Regions from separate parts of the Sus scrofa genome. Here regions 1 and 3 are each linked to region 2. A link is a contact called in public HiChIP or PLAC-seq and promoter capture Hi-C data. All regions are on one chromosome and are shown on one strand. The core of a region is the stretch at or near the end of the contact, and the rest is flanking DNA. Distances in the headings are between cores, read along the strand shown.

Region 1 (3,210 bases), core at 24-2,523, 510 kb before region 2:
GCCCTAAGCGAGGCTTTAGGAGACTGCTACTTATTTCATTTACAAAACCCAGACTGACTGTCCCTGTGGATCTAATTCCCCGGGTACTAGGCAGGCTCCGTTCTTCGGGTTCCATAGACCCCAGCGAAGGCGCCGTTGTGTGTCTGGGGGTGGGGGGTGAAGGTCAGGTTGTGGGGCTGGGGCGGGGGGCGGTGTTCTCACACCTTCAATTTCACCCCAGGGTCACGCTGGGTGAGAACTAGGCCCGGAGATTTTTCTAAGAAAAATCTCGGAACCTCTGACCCGGAGGAGAGAGGTGGCGCCCAGGAGGCTGGACCGAGCGAGACTGGGTAACGGGCCTTCAAACCAATCGGGAGGAAATCGAACATATCTTGCCCTGAGGTGCAGGTGTGAAACATGAAGGGAGGGGGTAAAAATTCGGGGGGGGGAGTTCATTGGGAAGAGTGAACAAAGGAGGGGACAGGGTAAAAGACGGAATACCATCATCCCCACCTCGGCTGTGTGTAACTAGATTGTCGGGAGGAATTTTAATAATGTTCATCTCCGATTTTTCTCCACCCCGCCAAGGAGTAGAACGAAGCTGGCGGGCGGGAGCCCGGGAAGCCCGCGCAGGCTCCGCACCCCTGCCGGGCCGGGCTTCCCCGGGCCGCAGCTGCGCCTGCTGGGCCCCCTCGCGGCTCTGGGAAGGTTTTGTGTGGTGTGTTCGAAAAGGTTTGTTCGGGGGTAGCTGGAGGCGATGGAGATGCGAGAGACCCTCCAGGCGAAGCCACCACCGCTCACTCCATAGCTAACCGTCGCTCCTCCTCGGCGCGGGTGGCCGACGCTGCGCCCACCCCTCTCCAAAACCTGCACAAATCTAATCGAACCTAACTCGGGTGGCAGAAACGCTCCCTGCTCTCTGAAGGCCAAAGCCCTGCCTTGCTGGGCCCAGAGCTGCTCCTCCCTCCTCTGGCCCCCTCTGCTCCCGTCCAGGTTCCAGCCGGGGAACCCAGTCCCAGCCTAGCGGGAACTTTGGCGTCTGCGGCTCGAAGCCCACGGAGCCGGCAGCATCGAGGCTGCCTTTCGCCCAGATCGCCCGGCCCGGCGGCGGGGAGGGCGCCCCTAAAGCAGTTGACCAGAAGCGGTGCGTCGGCCTCCTACCCCCAGCTCCTAGTTCCTTGGGGCCATGGCTTTGAAAACTGTCTCCAGGCGGGGCACCGCGGCCCCTGAACTTGTTTCTGGGAGGTGAGGAGGGGGGCGCCCGCCGTGCGCGGCCGTCTGGTTTGGGGCGGGCAGCAGGGAGCCAGGAGAAAGAACCAATTCATTCGCTTCCTGAGGGGCATAATTTGGGTGGCAGCTGTTGCGAGAGGGAAGAGCTAGTGACCTCGACCCTAGGTCTGCCCTTTAACCCCAGGCAACACGGCCCGAGGGGGGCAGACGGTATGGGCCAGGCCGGGGCCCACCGCTGCCTTTGGCCCCTTGGGGCTGCGGTCTGTACCTCTCCTGGTCAGAGTTGAAGTGCTCCTTAACACATCTTGAGGTGTTCACCGGCAGTTCGACACTATCCACCAAGGAGCCCGTTGGGCAGAGACTGAGGATGAGGATGTAGGTGAAATGAGAGAGTGGGTCTGGGTGCTTAGTTTTTGCAGGGGCCGAAATTATCCATAAAATATGCATGTAACAGAGAATTGCCTAGCTGAAACAAGGTAGTGAGTTTCATCGTACAATTTTTTCTCCCACCCTCCTTCTTTCTTCTTTGGACAACTCCTGTCTCACTAGGCTTTTACAGCAGTCCTGTTCCATTTTTTTTTTTTTTTTTTGCCCAATCGCTCTTCAAGCCTTCCCTGCCCCTCTTGCCCAACAAGACCAAGCCAGAGAGCCCTGTAGTTGGGGTGCCACAACTGACATAACCCAGAGGCGGGGATTTCACGTTCTCTGCGCAACCCCCCCAGCCGCCCGCCATCAGCAGCCTAGATCCCTGGACCTGGGTTTTTGTAACGAGGGTCCACACACTCTCTCCCCCTCCCCATCGGTTTTCAAGTGAAGCTCGAAGTAAAGACCTGAGCATCCTGAGCGCGATCCGCCCACACAGCCGGGTAGCGGTTTGCCCCAGGGGTAGAGTGGAGGCGCGGATCAGTGCCTTTCTCAAGAGAGCCGCACTTCTGAAAGCGCGAGCTTCCTGTCTGCCCAGGCAAACGAGTTGCAAGGCGCTATGTCCTCTAGCGGCAAACTCTCGCAGTTCATTTGTGAGCGCTCACCTACACCTAAGGGATCTGGTTAGGAGTCAATTCACCCTCAAATTTGAGTCCTAAGTGGGGGTAAAGTCTTCTGAATGCGGTACAGGCTTTTGCCAAGGCCCTCTCGGTAATGAGGCCGGGAGGCTCGGGCGCAGTCGCTTGAACTGAGGAACAGCTGATTTGTCTCCTCCACGGCAGATGGTCTTTGAGCACAGATTTGCATTCATTGTCTTCAAATCTGTTTTCGCGCTGGTGTTCTAGATTTCATCAGCAGATCTATGCACAGATCAGAATACAAAAGGAGAAGCAAGAAAATAACACCCAGCCAGGAGGATTTTTAATAGGCACCGCGAGCTGCCCGGCGTAGTAAAAAAGCCGTCTAGAGTTTCAGCTGTTTGGCGGAGCGAACGCCGCCTCCCGGCCATCAGCCGGCGGCCAGCACCGCGGCGACAGCGCGCCTTGGGCAAAGTTTCCAGGACTCCCCGCTGCCTCCCTGCAGCTCCCGTGCTGGTTCCCCGGGGCTTTGGGAACGGGGGAGGGGGGAAGGAGGGGGCTCCCGGGACGACGCCTAGCAGCTCTCGCATTCAGCCTGCCACGATCTGTCAGCAACCTCTCATCTGCACGGGTGCAACTCTCGCTTGCGTTCGCCCGGGGGTATTTTCCTTAGCTCTTTGACTGTTTTCCCCGACACTCTATTTATTTGACTAGCGCTTGAGCCTCGTTCGTCCACCACCCGCCCCCGCTTTCATTCATATATTCTTCTCTCTCAACTTGTAAACCGCACACAAAATCCGAGCGTCACCGAGTAACTCCAGGAGACTTGAGAAAGCCGTCCAGAGAACTGGTTTGCTCTAGGGAACGCTTGCACAAAACATAAGTACATGTGGTCACGCTCCGCTTCTTCACAAACCTGCACTCAGAACCCAAGCCCCGGGAATGACCGTGTCTCCCCGCGGGCAACAAAATTCTACATTTAGAGGCAGGATCCACAGAA
Region 2 (3,367 bases), core at 113-2,612:
CAAGATAAATGTGATTTGATCAAGATCCTCTTTCAAGATTTAATTCTAATACAATCTATACAGGCAGATGACAAGAGACAACTTTTGGAGCTTAAATTAAAGCGAAATGTGGGAAACAAAGCGGATCTCATACTATAAAGCAAGGCTTTTAAACCTTAGCGAACATCAGAATTGAACTGGGCACCCTATTAGAAATGCAGCTTTGCAGATTCTCAAAAATTCTAATTCAGAAGATCTGGCTGGGCCCGGGAAATCTGCACTTTAAAAAGCAAAGGGGTGATCCAGAAGAACACACCTCTGAGAAACATGCCAAAAAAAAACATCTCTGCGGTAGCACCGTCCCTGAAATCCCACCCAGGCCACTCGCCTACCTTTCGCGCCCGCAGCTCCGCTCTCCTCCGGTCGGGTTTATTTTGAGCGCTCCACCGATGAGTGTCGTGCGCTCTAGACTTCGGCTCTTTGGTCCTGAAGGGTTCGCTCGAGAAAGCAACTGTCGGCCGCCAAACCAGCAGCGAGGAGGCTACCTCGTCCCCCGCCGCCGACGCTCGGATCCCCAGAGCCGGCGTAAACCTGAACCCTCCCCTCCACCCGGCCGCGGCCCGCCGCCCGATTCAAATCGCCAGCCCCGCCTCCTCGTCGTCCCGGCGTTGCTCTGCGAATCTCTACGCCGCCGCCATCCGCACGTGTGCACGCTCACCCCGAAGGCTCCCAGGTCTTCACCTCGCCGTCCCAGGAACAGGTGTGGCTTCGTGAGCTCGGAGGGACATCACCGCTAGCTGCAGTGACACAGTGACCAGGGAAACCAGCGATTGACCTCCGTCCGTGGAGACTACTTTCTTGAGAGTCTCGCGGAGGAAGCCTTCGGTTATGGCTTGTAGCTTAGTTCCCGCTCTTCCGATTGGATGCTGCAAACTTCGAAAAGAATCATTGGGCCAATCCTGACAGAACAGTCGGCTGCTCTTACCCAATCAGCCAGTCTCGACGGCAGCCGTTTCCTGTGTGCGCTGACAGAGTGGGAGGGGTTACAATAGGAAGGCGCTGACTGGTGTGGCTCGCTTTCAGCGCTCCGCCTCCTTCCATCAACCTCCGCCTCTGTATGCAGATGAGCTCTACCTGGTCTTGGCTTTGCGCCTGCTCAGTAACGCTTTGAGCCGCCGCTTGGCTCCTGGTTCAGCTCTGATTGGCCGATAACCCTTCTCCGTAGGCTAGACAGCAGTCTCTGTTCCCTCCTTCCACCTGGGTTGGGTTAGTAAGAGCCCGCCCAGTGCAGCGCGACGATTGGCTGAGTTCTGGCCGGCGCGGCCGGATGATTGGCGAAGCTTAGAGTCAGTTTGGGAGAGGTGGGGGAAGGGCCCCAGGCTGACTGAGGAGCCCAGGGGCGGGGTGGGAAGGAGGACCGGCCAACCTTGGGGTGTGGGACGGAGAGTGCGTGCCTGTGTGTGTGTGCGTCTGTAAGGGAAGGAAGGTGGCGAAGGGAGGAGAGTCCGAGTGGGTGGCGGGAGGGGAAGGGCGGGAGAAGAAAAAGGTGGGAGGAGAGCCAGGTGGGAGGGTGGCGACTCACTCAGGACCCAGTGGGGGCAGCGCGATGAGGCGGGTGACCCTGTTCCTTAACGGCAGCCCCAAGAATGGAAAGGTAAGGGGGTCGGGAGGAGGCGAGGCGGGCCCGTCTGCGGGGGGCGAGGGCAGCAGAGTGCGGAGCGGGCTCGCAGGGCAGAGGGCTGAAGTTGGGGAGAGGGGCTGGGAGCGGGGAGGTGGGCGTGCTCCGGGGTTGGGGGGTGTCCTGGAGAAGGTGTGCGTCGGGTCCCCGCGGCCTCCTCTCAACCTCGGGGATCCCTAGCCTGAGTCTGCCCTTGGACGCCCCAGCTGATATGGGGACCAGCGCAGGTCAGCTTGTGCTTAATGGTTCCTAAGTCCAGGTGGGGGTCCTGGAGAACAGAGGACCGCTGTCACCTGAGCGCTGGAGACTTCTATTCCTCTTCCCATCTCCCCCGATACCCCGCTGCCCCCCACCCCTGGCTCCCGAAAACGCTGGTTCCCACCTTCGTGCTGAGTAATGGTCTGCTCCAGAAAGTGGTGGTAACAACTAAGGCATGGGACATTAATCAGGTGAAAAGAATTAAACTCTTTTTTATCGGTGGATAAGTAAATCCCAGATCGAATAGAAGGATTGAAAATTAGTGACATTTTCCTGATGGTCCCCCCAACCCGCCCCTCTTTTAGGAACCCCAGCTCCGCCGCCGCCAAACTTCTGTACTCGCTTTATTAATCCACCTAATTTCATTTCCTTAGAGGACTGGGACAATAGACCAAAATGGGTTGATTTGACATTACTCTTTGCTGTGTTAGGCCTTTGTTGAGGGTGTGGTGCTAAATATTTGTGCAGCGCTGGAGCTAGCCAAAATGAATCCTGTTCCTTCTCAGCCTCTTGCCCCACCCATGAAAGTTGCTCGGCTTCTTTGGAAAATTTGACTGTTCAAGGCAGACATTTATGGTGTGGCTAAATGACGTTTAGAAATAACTAAGCCTTAGCGTCCGAGGTGAAGGTAGATTGCCCTCACTGTCTTATTTGCGAGAATGCTTTGTTTCCTGCATATTTAGGGAACATAAATTTTTAAATGTTGTCATTGTGCCAAGGTGAAGAAAAAAAAAATAAAGGGCTTTTCAACTACTCTTCAAGCTTGAGTAAATGTGCTCTAAAAATCTGAACCACACCCTAGTTTGTTGGCTACAGTTTTGCGTTCTTCTGGTCTTAGAGGTTTGATACTCATATGAAAACAACTGGCATAAATTCAGGATCCTGCATTTTCATAAATGCTACCTTAAATAGGTTTCACAGGTTCATGTTATTTCTGACCATTATTAACTTTGTCGGTACCTATTTTGTCTGTTGATAACTACCACTCGTAATCTAAAATATGTATTGTTACTAGAAGAAAGATTTAATATCTCTAAAGTCACACTTGTAATTTGTTCTCAAAAATAGACCTCTGACCCTTTTATTCAACATCTCTCCTCTGTTATTCCATGAAAGACAAGATGTTTGGACCCTGTCCTAAATATTTAGCTATTCTCTAAATCTCTTCTGAAGCTACTGAATTTTGTTCTTGTCAAAAATCAGCTGGCTTGGTCTTGCCATATTTTTAATAAGGTTTTTTTTTGTTTGTTTGTTTGTTTTGGAAAGCTCTCTAGTTTTGACTAGGTTAGTTTTTTGGATTTAAATTTTATTTGCTTTAAAAACATTTTGTCTGAGAATCTTGGAAGACTGGGCAAAAAAAAAATCCTCAAATAATTTAATATATTTGTTACAAAGATCATGCAAACCCCACTGGAGAATACCAGTATGATTCGGTATTAAAAATAAGTCTGA
Region 3 (3,290 bases), core at 291-2,790, 320 kb after region 2:
TTTTTTGTAACTGACTCAGGGATACAGAGTTAAAAAGTACCTAGAGATGCTAGTATCTCTGAAACTGACACAGTGGTCACGAAGCATAGAATAGGTTTAGGGACCCCCTCCCCAGTAACCACTAAGGTGAGAAAAAAAAAAAATGGGGGCAGCATGGGAGAGGAGCAGACGACTAAATTACAAACAAGCCCAATGAATGACCTGGAGAGGAAGTGATAAAAGTCTCAACCCACACAACTGTGTTTATCCTAGGGAATCTCACCCAAGCCTAACGGCCATTGTAATCGCCCGGCTAAAGGCAGAGCTCTCTCCCACAAGACCTTAGCAACCTCATTCCTCGCTAACTAGTGGAAGGACCAAGGTTTTTCACCTGGTTCAAAACCCCGCCCAGCCGCTGTTTCGGATCGAAACTAACAGAAAAGCAATCAATCCTCTGCACGTCCCGGGGCCTTCCAGCACCGCTGTAATGAATGCCAAGTGCCTAGCCCGGGACCTGTCACAGTTTTCCTAAGGCTTCGTCTTATCCCACAGCGGAATCGGGAATCACAAGGCAGTTCTGAAACCCTCTCCACACACACTCTGGTAGGGGACGAGTATCTGCACAACCAGCCCCGGGGGCCAGCCACCCCCGTTCCCAAGCCACACACTTCCTGCCGTTTCCATCACCACCACACCACCCCTAGAGTTTCGCGTTCAGTTAACAACTGCTCTCAGGATCGGAGTGCCTGGGAGGAAGGAGAGGAGGGCGGCTGCCCACCCCCAGCACCTCACTTCGGGCTTCCGAGAGAACCTAAGAGGGAAGGCAGAAAGCACTGGGGCAGCCAGCAGATCTCGCGTTCTGCCGGCCTCCGCTGGTTACAAAGTACTGAATGAAACCACACGGCCCGGGAGGAGGGGGACGAGCACCAGAACTGGGTGCCCGGGTTTTGCACGTTTCTGCCCTGCAAAGTGCTGCAGCTTTGGGTTCGGGGGACAGGACTGCCAGTTCCGGAGCACGATTGCCTTTTAACCATACGGATCCCCCAAAGCCAGCATGAATTCCCACACGGGGCTCCCGGGGAGGGTTCCGACTCCCACCGCCCCCGGGGTGGCTGCAGCCGGAGCAGAGCCCTCCCCGCGCCCCCGCGGGCAGCGGGAGCCGGATCCCGGTCCCGGGAAGGCGCGCACCTTCTGGCCCGGCGTCCGCCGCCCAACTTTTCGCCGGGCAGGGCCGCTCGCGCTAACTTGGCGGCGGCCGGGTCGGGGGCAGGGTGGGGCAAACACTCACCAACCCCGTACTTCTGCCTCTTGGTCGGGATCCAACGGGCCATGGCGGCGACCTCGCCCCGCGGCGGCTGCTGCGGCTACGGCGGCTACAACTCCCGGGGCTCCGGACGCCGCCGCGCCGCGCTCCTGCGCGCCCCAGGCTCTTCCGCCATGTTCCGGCAAACTTCGCCCGGCCCCGCGCGCCGTCTCCCCGCCGCGCCGCCGGCTATCCGCTCCGGCTCCAGCCCCGGCCCGCGGTCACCTGCTGGGCCAGGCGGCCGCGCCGCCGTGCGCGTCCCTCCCGGCGCCGCCCCGGCCCCTCCCGCCGGCCGCGCCCTCCTCCCGCCGAGGCCGCCTCCGCGCCCCGACCCGCCGGCTCCCGGCCTCTCCCGCCCGCCCCGGGCTCCGCGCTCTCCCGGGCCGGGGCCGGCTCCGCCTAGCGCACTTCCCGGGAGCAGTTTCCCAGCACAGCCTGGGGTCCAGTTTTTTCCTTTCTGTGTTTTGCTTTTTCACTCCCGCCTTCCCCACCCGGACTAAGCCCGGGAGGCTGGATCCCGGGGGGCGGGTTCCCCGCCGCGGGCGTCGGGAGGGCTGCGCTGGAGGCTCTCCCAAGGAGTGTGGGGTCCGCTCCCCCCGCACGCCTGAGCATCTAGGGGACCTAGGATGAGTTAATAGGAACTAGGATCTAGGATGAGTTGCTTCTCGCCCTCGGGGCACCGACGGTGCCCGGTACTCAGCGGGAGCGCAGTAAATATTTGTTGAATGAATGAGCAGTTGACTGCTGCGTTCACCTCCTAGAGCTTTCCCTGACACCACGAGAGCAGGAAGCCGGACTCCAGAGCAGACATGATCTCCTGGGGCCACCGTTTATTGCCTTCAAAGCCGGAACATTTGCCTTCTGGTAAATAGAGAACTGATGCAAGGGAGCCGGACTCCTTCGTATCAAGTAGTTTCCTAGGGGTGCCTCTGTGGGAAAAATTAGTTAGAAAGCCCCGACTTGGAAATCCTGTGCCCCGGAAACACCGAGACTCCTCCCCAGCTGAAGATATTGAGACCCAGCTGAAGAAATTCAGACCCTCATGCTCAAGGCAACAGTCCGCCCCAAGACTTCACTTTTCCAACAGCCCAGCTGTTGAGCATCCCTGAGGAGAGGAGGATCAGGCACGTGCATTCACTGGCTGTATTGTTTGGACAAAGAGGCAAATGCAGGGACTGTTCATCTGACCTGCCCTTAACTCCTTTTGTATCCTCTGAAACTTCTGGAACTCACTTCCTCCTGTGGACCTCGAGAATGAAGAAGATAGGCTCTGAATCCAGGTGGAGGTGGGGCGCTTGCTACCTGGCCCAGAGAAGTAAAATCTCAGAGTAACTGACCAGCTGATTTAAGTTCACCATCTGAGAACATGCCTCTTGAAATAAATTGTTTGGTTCTTGCAGTCTGTGAAGGTTTTCTTGCCTATCTGGAACATGAAAGGAAACGAAATGAAATAAACATGTAGTTGAACAGTGAAATATCATTGAAGACTTAGTGCATTTTACCTTTGGTCACTTCTCGCAAAGTCAGTTCTGAATTTTTTTTAAAGGTCTTGTTCATGGTGCGTCATTCCTAGGGCTTCCTTTCTTCTCCATCAACAAATAGGTATTTATTCATCAAGTGTAATGATGGTTTAAGAAACTGGTCCCTGTAGACTTAAGGGTTTGGGATTGGGTATGCACACAGGGGTATATGGTGTGATTGGCCAATAGCAAACTGCTATATACACAGAGAGCTCTACTCAATATTCTCCGATATCTATATGGGAAAAGAATCTGAAAAACAAATGGATGGGTTGTATAGGTAGAACTGAATCACTTTGTTGTACGCCCAAATTATCATAACATTGTAAATCAACTATACTTCAATAAAACTAAAAAAAAAAAAAAGTTCACTCCAAAGGCTTCCTTTTTCCTCTGTCAACAAATAGGGTATTTATTCACCAAATGTAATAATAATTTGAGAAATCTGTTCCTTTAGGAGTTCCCATTCTGGCTTAGCAGTAAAGACA

What was found. Promoter capture Hi-C pulls out the DNA fragments that hold promoters and counts their contacts. HiChIP or PLAC-seq counts read pairs in DNA pulled down with a chosen protein or histone mark.
Region 1: a contact with region 2 is called in an H3K27ac HiChIP or PLAC-seq map of skeletal muscle. The contact joins the promoter of EBF2 here to the promoter of KCTD9 in region 2. A contact is called at or near these places in 1 of 5 promoter capture datasets (liver) and 1 of 2 datasets of contacts at active chromatin or transcription factors (skeletal muscle).
Region 3: a promoter capture Hi-C map of liver shows a contact between it and region 2, with 6 times the contacts expected there. The contact joins the promoter of DOCK5 here to the promoter of KCTD9 in region 2. A contact is called at or near these places in 3 of 5 promoter capture datasets (fetal liver, fetal skeletal muscle and liver), 3 of 47 Hi-C or Micro-C datasets (embryonic fibroblasts, heart right ventricle and liver) and 1 of 2 datasets of contacts at active chromatin or transcription factors (skeletal muscle).

Annotation. Positions count from the first base shown.
Region 1 is chr14:10,025,637-10,028,846 of Sscrofa11.1, reverse strand. It overlaps EBF2 (transcription factor COE2), which reads left to right and starts at 1,273. Exons shown (of 16, transcript XM_001927186.7): 1 at 1,273-3,210.
Region 2 is chr14:9,515,681-9,519,047 of Sscrofa11.1, reverse strand. KCTD9 (BTB/POZ domain-containing protein KCTD9) reads left to right here and starts at 1,362. Exons shown (of 12, transcript XM_003132815.6): 1 at 1,362-1,633. The coding sequence starts at 1,586. CDCA2 (cell division cycle-associated protein 2) reads right to left here and starts at 1,285. Exons shown (of 18, transcript XM_003132816.4): 1 at 372-1,285.
Region 3 is chr14:9,195,530-9,198,819 of Sscrofa11.1, reverse strand. DOCK5 (dedicator of cytokinesis protein 5) reads right to left here and starts at 1,540. Exons shown (of 52, transcript XM_021073736.1): 1 at 1,268-1,540. The coding sequence starts at 1,310.